2 separate regions of the Anser cygnoides genome follow, and region 1 is linked to region 2. A link is a contact called in public Hi-C data. All regions are on one chromosome and are shown on one strand. Each heading gives the region's core, a stretch centred on a gene start, on an enhancer-like site or on the middle of the called end of the contact. The rest is flanking DNA. Distances are from core to core; before and after follow the strand shown. Region 1 overlaps ZFHX3 (zinc finger homeobox 3). Region 2 holds the start of TAT (tyrosine aminotransferase).

Evidence for each region. A called contact is a pair of places that touch in the nucleus more often than the background predicts.
Region 1: a contact with region 2 is called in a Hi-C map of liver, with 1.8 times the contacts expected there. The contact joins the enhancer-like site here to the promoter of TAT in region 2. A contact is called at or near these places in 2 of 7 Hi-C or Micro-C datasets (both in liver).

The regions. Positions count from the first base shown.
Region 1 is chr12:592,364-596,345 of Taihu_goose_T2T_genome, reverse strand. The region is part of intron 5 of ZFHX3 (zinc finger homeobox 3); the gene reads left to right. Among named protein-coding and RNA genes, the nearest start is that of PMFBP1, 260 kb to the right of the region's middle. Within about 2 kb of position 1,600, at least 2 of the 3 cell types and tissues checked have open chromatin away from gene starts, as enhancers often do. A contact at or near this core is called in liver, where this site is marked.
Region 2 is chr12:185,158-189,425 of Taihu_goose_T2T_genome, reverse strand. TAT (tyrosine aminotransferase) reads left to right here and starts at 1,975. Exons shown (of 12, transcript XM_013197663.3): 1 at 1,975-2,135; 2 at 3,812-4,054; 3 at 4,253-4,268. The coding sequence starts at 3,820.

The sequences.
Region 1 (3,982 bases), core at 351-2,850, 410 kb before region 2:
CTCAGCTTCTAGCAGAGCAGTCAGCGATTAAGAATATCAGGTTAGTAGCTTACTCCATTTTGGGAGGAAGAAAGATGACTATGTCAGGATCCAGATGGGACTTTAAGACAGGACTTTGTGGGATTTGGGTGTACCTAGATAGTTGAGTCTCATGGCCCAGTATTTCTCCTAATGGAATTTCCCATCATTTACTGCCCTGCTGATTTCTGATCAATGAAAATAAAATTGCATTGCCTCCTGAGAGGCTCCATGTATGGCTACAGCCTCCAGCTGTGTCAGTTCCGGTAAGATAATCTCATCAGGCGTGCAAGAGGGTAATAGGAAATAAAAATAAAACCCACAATTAGCAAGAGGGCAAGCATCAGAGTAACGCTTTCAGTCCTGGAGGTCTCAAAGCACGTGTAGCAAGTTCCTTCCCCACCCTGAAGTGACAGCTGTGAGGATGCCTGGTCCTACGGGGGTGTGCCGTGATGCCTCTGTACGTGGGTTTGGGAGTCTGTACAGACCCATTGGGCATGTGCTTTGGAACTTGTATTTGTCTGAATCCGTGTCAGTTCTCCCTTGTGAGACAGTTAAACTTTCACGAGAGATGTGTTTGTTCTAAAGTGTTACAGGGATGTAGCAGCTGATAGAGTGGCTGCATTCTGTGGACCTAGAGAGCATGAACTTGAGACTTTGAGCCTGTTGAGTGGCGTGTAGTTATTGACGCCCGTTGGTTGCTGCAATCAGAAGGGTTTATTTTGACCAGATAAAGAAAATCCTCACGCTGTACCTGGAGTCTAGAACAGGGCAGTGTTTTGTAAGCAGGTGAGTGTGCAGATGCTCTCTTTGTGGGAACCTGGGACCTCCTGGACCTCTCTGATCTGCTAAAAGTTGGCATAAAATACAGTCTACCTGAGAAGCTTTCCCAAGCGTACTGGCAGATTTCTTCACCTGTTTTAGGACTCTATTTATTTATTTCCGAAGGTTCCGTCGCAGCACTGTGACTGTGACCAGTAAAACGTACTCCGTGCCAAAACGCTGGCAGCGCGTCTGAGCACATGTGCTTGTGACCTTTGCAATGGGGCTTCGCAACAGCAGCGTGTGATTCAGCGCTAACAGATCGGGCAGCGGCGGTGTTTGTCGAGGTAGCGAGCGGGATGGTTCCTGAATGACCTAATGCTGAGGTCCTGTCTCTGAGCGTGCTCTGGTGGTGCAAAGCACAGGCTTTCCCGAGGGGTGGGAAGGAGTGACCGAGCCCGGGACCAGGCAGCGCGTCTGTTTCCTAACAAGGACTGGATCTGAGCCCTGGCAGAGAAGATCGGCATGACTTACGAGTCTAACTCTTACCCTCTGTTTGGCCCTTGACACTAGTCTGGAACACATATGTTGTTTGGGTAAAAGAGCAGAAAGGAAGGAGCGCTGGCAGGGCTTCTTGCTAGGCATGAGAGTCTGCAGGCTGTGTGCTGTGAAGAGTATTGCTAGGAGGGTGCTGTCTGACAGCACAGCCTTGGCTTTCCAGGCTGGGCCATCTGAGGCTGGCTCTGTCTGCTTTTGAAGTCCTGTTGAGGGCCTGGTTGGAGTTTGCCTGTGGTGGTTTATAAGAGTCAGCTCTCTGTACAGCAGTGCAAATGCCTCCAGTTTCTTACTGGGTGGGACTGCCCAGCACATCGAGTAACTGGAAGGAGGGGAGAGGGTCAGCAAAGCCACAGAAGCCAGCTGGAATTTCTCACTTTCAGGAGTCGCTGCTCTGGTTTGCATCCTGTAGTCTTACTATACGTGCTACGCTGTGGCAGTGATCTGGTGATTTAAATACATATGAACTATCAAAGTTGGTGTTTAAAACTCAAGTTTTAATTCAGGGCATCTCTGTGGGTTGGATGAGTGTAGGTGTTACCTAGTGCATGGTCTTGCTGGGTGTAACTGCACTTTGTGGTGAGGGACAGGGGGCCACAGAGGAGCTGTGACAGCTCTTATCGGACAGGTTACTAGGATAAAGATGAAGGAGGGGCAAAAAAAGGCAAGCTTCAGACTGCAGCAAAAGGAACAGTGAGACCACTTTCGCTAAGAATGGGATTTGAGGAACTGTGGAGTCCGTGCAACTGAGTGAAGCAGCCTGTCCCCAATAGCTCTTTGGTTAATTTTGGAGTTAGGTCAACAACACTGCGCTGAATATGTGAACCAGATGCAAGTGTAGCTATTTATTCAGCAACAGAGTCTGGAAATGACATTTGACAAGAAACGTTGGGGTTTTAGAGCAAAGGGGTAAATTGCACAACTGAAGAATCAAGGAATGCGCAGTGTTTTAAAACAAACCAATGTGGGAACACAATCTGAAACTTCTGTCGTGTCTGACATAAGAGAAGGGAGGTTCGTGCAGGACATGGAAAACAAGCTCCGTGTCCTGGGAGCATGAAAATGACACGTCGCTTATAAACTAAGCAAGTGTTTTACTTTGTTTTGTAGAGAAATGCGACTTAAGCTAGTCTACCTCCACTGCAAAATACTTTTGCTCCAAAGAGTGCCTCTGGAGGAATAAACGCCCTTTTCCCCAGCTGCTCACTTAAAACCCTCTGGCACTCCTCTGGATTACTCTGTTCTCAATGGCAGTGGGTTGGTGATTATATAAATATTTTTGTGTGTAGTACAGTAGCTGGCTCAAAGGGATCAGCAAACTTGGAATAATAGTTCATAACAAAATGTTTTCTGAAAAGCTCCCTGAACCTTGCATTTCTCTCATTGGCTCAACTTTAGCTGGTGTGAAGGACAGAGGAAAAAATGTGGATAATGCAGAAGGTTCACCTTCTCAAGGAGACCCTTTCTCTTAGTTTCATGCCAAGTGCTTGAGCCCTACAGCTTTCAGTCCTGTTTTGTTCAGCATTTCCTTTGCTTCCTGCTGCTTGAAAAGCTGTTTATGCTAATGATCCTGTGAAGATCTGAGGAACTTGCTGTGCTTATGCATGTGAGCCTGTGTGTAAGAGAGCGCTCGTATTCTCTGCCGCGTTAACGAGCGTGCGCAGTGCAGCGCCGGTTTGTGTTGTCAGCACGCCAGTTCTGGAGCTCTGTCGGCTGCCAAAGGCGAGCCCGCCGTGTGGTTGTCTTCCTGCAGGGAGAAGACCGTCCTGTCCTTTTGAGGTGCCTGATGAATCTCGCCTTTCCGTAGGCCACCGTGTCCTCCCTCATCCTTCCTGGGGACCTTGTGCCCTTCAGGACCAGCTGGTTAGAATCGCTTAGAAAGGAGAACGTGTGGTGTTCACAGGGACTCCTGCAGAAGCATGCGAACTCTGGGCTTTGGCAGGATAGTGAGCTGGTTCGTGAGTACTTGCAGCACCAGGACTCCTGTCATCAGGTATTTGAACCTGCGGGTCGATGTTGGTTGGACCCTTCTTCCACCAAGGGGCACGTCTGCTGGCTTCCTGGTGCGTGGGCACGGACGTGTGTCCAGATAGAAACAGCAGTGCTGAGCAGCGTCTGCAGAGAAACTCCAGGAGTTTCAGAGCTGAGCTTGAACGCTTTTGGTTGGTAAACCCAAACCTCAGATGAGGAAGAAGGCTAGATAGAGAGTTTGTTCAGGATTTGGCAGGGCCGGCACCTCGTTGTGAATATTCAGCAAAACTCATTTGTTGATGAGGCAACTCCACTGCGATCAGGTGTATGCCAAAACACAGCTTTGTCTTGCTTGGAAACACGCAAGATGCATCTTAATATGTGAAAAAGGGAAACGAGCTTAAAACTTCTTTTTAAAGCATTGAACTCAGCAAATAAATATCATTATTTTCAGTCCTCTTGTTAGGAATTCCTTAAGAAGAATCTCAGAGCACTGACATTGTAAAATGTGGACAAAAAAAAACATAGCTAGAAATCATTCTTCAAGCCATGCATCCGCATTCACTGTTGTACATAATTTTTGGCTCATTTATACCATTTTATCCTAATATTTCAAGTAACGTTGCAGACTGGTCAACATTTCCCTGCATAGTAATAATACTTACCAATCTTTCTG
Region 2 (4,268 bases), core at 726-3,225:
CACCAACACCCTCAGCCTGTCTTCATAGGAGAGGTGCTCCAGACCCTTGATCATCTTTGTGGCCCTCCTCTGGACTTGCTTCAACAGGTCCATGTCCTTCTTGTGCTGGGGGCCCCAGAGCTGAACACAGCACTCCAGATGGGGTCTCACAAGAGCAGAACAGAGGGGGAGAGTCACCTCCCTCGACCTGCTGGCTACACTGCTTTTGATGCAGCCCTGGATACAGATGGCTTTCTGGGCTGCAAGAGGTCCTTCTCCTCAGGGCTGCTCTCAATCCATTCTGCACCCAGCCTGTATTTGTGCTTAGGGTTGCCCTGGCCCAGATGCAGGACCTCGCACTTGGAACATGAAGTGCTGAGCTGTGTGCTCATGCTTTGTTCCTGAGAGGCTCCACGTACCACAAGGGGTGGGGTTAGGGGGGCTGCATGATGTTGGATCATCTAGAAAAGGACTGGAGTCACGCAGAGAGAGGAGAAGGGCATAGCAATAGCAGTAGAAACCCACTGATCCCATTGCACTGTGTCCTTCCCCTATCTGGCCAGGTTTTCATCCTTATGTAACTGAGTCTACCTCTGCCTCCAGAGCCACATTTTTTTTCTCTCTTGGCAGCAGACTTCCACCATGCCCTCCCCTGAACCCCACTGCAGTGTGCAGGATGTCAGGTAGAGCTCCGGTTGCATCATCTTCAGGGTTGTTGCTAGGCAGAACAGGCAGCAGCATCCTTGAAGCCTCCTGACACCACTTTTAACTCTGTCAGGGCTGCAGCATGGTAAGAGCTGGGGGAAGCAAGAAAGGTACCCATACATGCTTGGAGAGGGCATGACTGAGCTTCTGAATGTTGCTCATGTCAGGCTTCAGCAAAAAGGAGAGAAGAAACAATCCAGAACCGTGAGGCTCTTGACAGAAGAGAATCCAGCCAGCTTCCACACAAGACATTTCTCTGTCAAATGTTTTTGAAAGGCACTATTCCACGGCCAAAGCCCCCAGCATGGCTACTGTGGGAGGCCTGCCAGCCAGCCTGGGACTGGGGTCTCTGCCCAGACCCACTGGCTGCAACCCACCATCTCCTAGCTTGTCTCCAGCACCGGAGTCCCTGGCCCCCATCACCCCCATTGCAGCACTGTGGCCAACAGCAGGTCATGACTCCCCAGCAGCATCACCCAGCCCCAGGGCTGGGCTAGAGAGCACACACACTGTTAACACCTGGGAAGGTGCAGCCTTATTGCTGGTGGAGCAGTGGGCGTGTGCTGAATGCAGGTGGTCATCTCTCCTCCCACACAGGAGCAGAGTATGAACAGACAAAAATCATAGTGACCGCTGGCCTCTGCAATGGTGTCAGCAGTCCATTTGCCAGGGGATTAGCAGGATGCCTCTTGCCCCTGACCAACTTTTTGATCTCCAGCCATTTGCTGCCAGGGTGGCAGGGAGCAGCCCTTGGAAGACAGGGAGGGTGCAGATGCCTCTTACTTACCCCAAGCACGTAGCAGGCAAAGGACGGGAAAGCACAGATTTTACATCTCTTAGGAAAAAAAAGGCCTTCTGGGAATGGTGTCATAATATATATATATGTATATATAAAATATATTCAGCCTATGGACAAAGATGTTCCCTGTGTGTAAGTGATGCCACAAACTACTTTCTCAGCTGGTGCACTGGGAGCCCAGGGCCTTTGAGGTGAGCAGGACATACTAATTCTGTCTGGAGGCTTCAGGGTCCAACACTTCTCTCTTGGTTCATTACAAGATGCTAGGGCTTGGAATACTGGGGTCTGCTTTGTGGGATTCTTCCCCTTTGAGGACAGAGGGAAGTGATGCAGAAAAGTGGTGGCCCAGGGCCTCCAGGAAGCAAAATTTTGTCCCTCTGTAGGCTACCCCCAGAAAGAGTTAATGTGCAGGCATGTTTCAGGTGTTTGAAATGAATGAAGTTACAGTGGGGAGGAGAGGGCATTTTTGGGTGGAGAGAGCAGCCCTCTCTGTGAGCCAATGGCTAACGGCTTCTGACCCAACGCCCAGTTTGGGGGCTTATTTCATGAGCAAGAATTTGCTGGGATTTCTTCTTGAGAGGATTTGTCTTGGATGAAAAGTAGGGACTGGACCTCTAAGCTTGTTGGTGCCTCCCTGTCTGTGCTGTAGCAGGTAAAGTACTATCTGGTATCTTGCTTCTTTCAGGGGGAGTAGTGGGTTTTTCCCTCCCTGCCTACGCTGAAGGCATCCGTTCTGCCTGCATATGCAGTTCCCATTCACATAAGAACCATGTGTGACTCTGCTGGGTTTTGCACTGTGCACTGGGACTCAGCCCTAATGTTGAAATGAGATATATTGCTCATTTCTCTGCTCAGTTTTTGTGCAGTCCTGCTGTGTAGTCCTTCCTCTACCTTTCTTTTGGTGCAAAGGAGACCCAGAAGGTGTTAATAGCAGGGACCTGAAGTCTTCCTTTGTCACCACCACCCTGTTATGATAATCTCAGTCACTTTAAATAAGTTAAGGAAGCACTGCTGGTAGAGTAACTGTAGCAGCATGGGGCATCTCTAGGTTCAAACCTCACTGAAGCAATGAGATATTTGTTCAGGTGGCAAATCTTGCCAGAACCAGTTAATATTATAATCCCTCCACCTCAGTGTCTGCAGCAAGGACAGGGTAGCCAGATCCCTTGTCTGTTGTGCCCTGAGTATCTGAGAGCATGGCATCTAACAGTGCGTGGGCTAAGTAACTGCCATCAGGAAAGGGCTACAGTTCAGTGAACTGTCTTTCAGTGGAGCAGAGAAATAGAGCAGTACAGAGACAGAGCATGAGCTGCTGATGGCGAGATTAGGAGACATTGTGCTGGTGTCAGTGAGAAAGGGCTTGGTGGCTCTAGAGGTATCTGCATGCATTCTCTCTAACCTTCTCGAGGTAGAAACTCTGGAGTCAGCTCCAGTTCTTAAGTAAGGAATTTGCTGGCTGGGACTGGCCTGTGCTTTGGGTATACATGCTCAGGTGTGTAAGCCACTTTCATGCATGCTTTTTGAGGTCTAGAAGGCAGCTGTTTCTCTGCTGTGGCTTGCTTGTTAGCCAGCCTCAGGCAGGGCTACAGGCCCTTTGCCTAGTATGGTGTCACTACCAAGATTTCCCTCTTGACCCAACCGGTCTTGCTCCGTTTTCTAAGCACAGCCCTTTAATCTGGAGTCGTTGGACTGGACTGTTGCTCCCTGTTGCTCTGCTGACAGAGACAACTGTCTGTAGCTAATACCTTATCACTGCCAAGTGTATCCTGATAACATGGGATCAGAGCTACCTTTCTGATATCTAAAGTTAGGTATTAACAGTCTGTGGACTGGAGGAACATTCTGGATGTCACACACACACACACACACACACACACACACAGAGTGGGCTGATCCTTGTAGTTACCGCTTGAGGTCTGGTCCGGGGGGACACAACACAACAGCTGGCCCTCCTGTCAGTGGAACACTGAATCTGAAGCCACAAAATGACTGTAGTGTGCTGCTAACTCCTAGCTGATGGATTTAGCGAGGGTCGCTCCTCCACAGCACAGCAAGTGCAGCCATGCAAAGAAGTGGTGTGGCTACTCCAGAGTGCTGCCTTTGTCTTTCCCACTCCATTGTACTCATTTACATGTTCAGTTTCACTCCATCCTGGCCCTGAGAACAGCTCTACTTCCTGTTGGTGACTGATTTGTCCATGGGTAGTAGGTAAGTTCTGCAGCTTTCAGAAGTTTTGCTTTTGGAGAGTCATGGGCACTCTTCCAGGTAGGCAGAGCTTTTGTCTGGCATATGTTAACTAAGTTAAGGCAATCCATCTACCACTGACAGTTTTCAGGATGGACTCGTACCTGATCCAAGTGAACGGCCCTGGAGATCATGCCCCTCTGCTGGATGTTCAGCTCAAGACCAATGGAAACAGCATGTCACTGGGGAAGGCGAAGGGCCGGAAGCCAAGATGGGCTGTCAGGGCTTCTGAAATGTCAAAGAAGACTTTCAATCCTGTCCGAGCCATTGTAGACAGCATGAAGGTGGAGCCCAACCCAAAGAAAGCTATGATTTCCTTGTCTTTAGGTAAGCACAGTGCTATTGCTGAAGACTCCGAGCAGTGGGGTGGGCTATGGGGGCTAGCAGATTGCAGGACTCTGAAGCACAAAGCTTGTGGAACCACACAGGGATATGGAAGGTTACCACACAGCTCTGTGCCTGCCACAGACCAGTGAGAACTTTTTTTCCCCATTGATTTTTTACTATTTTTCAATCTTTGAAAAGGAGACCCGACGGTCTT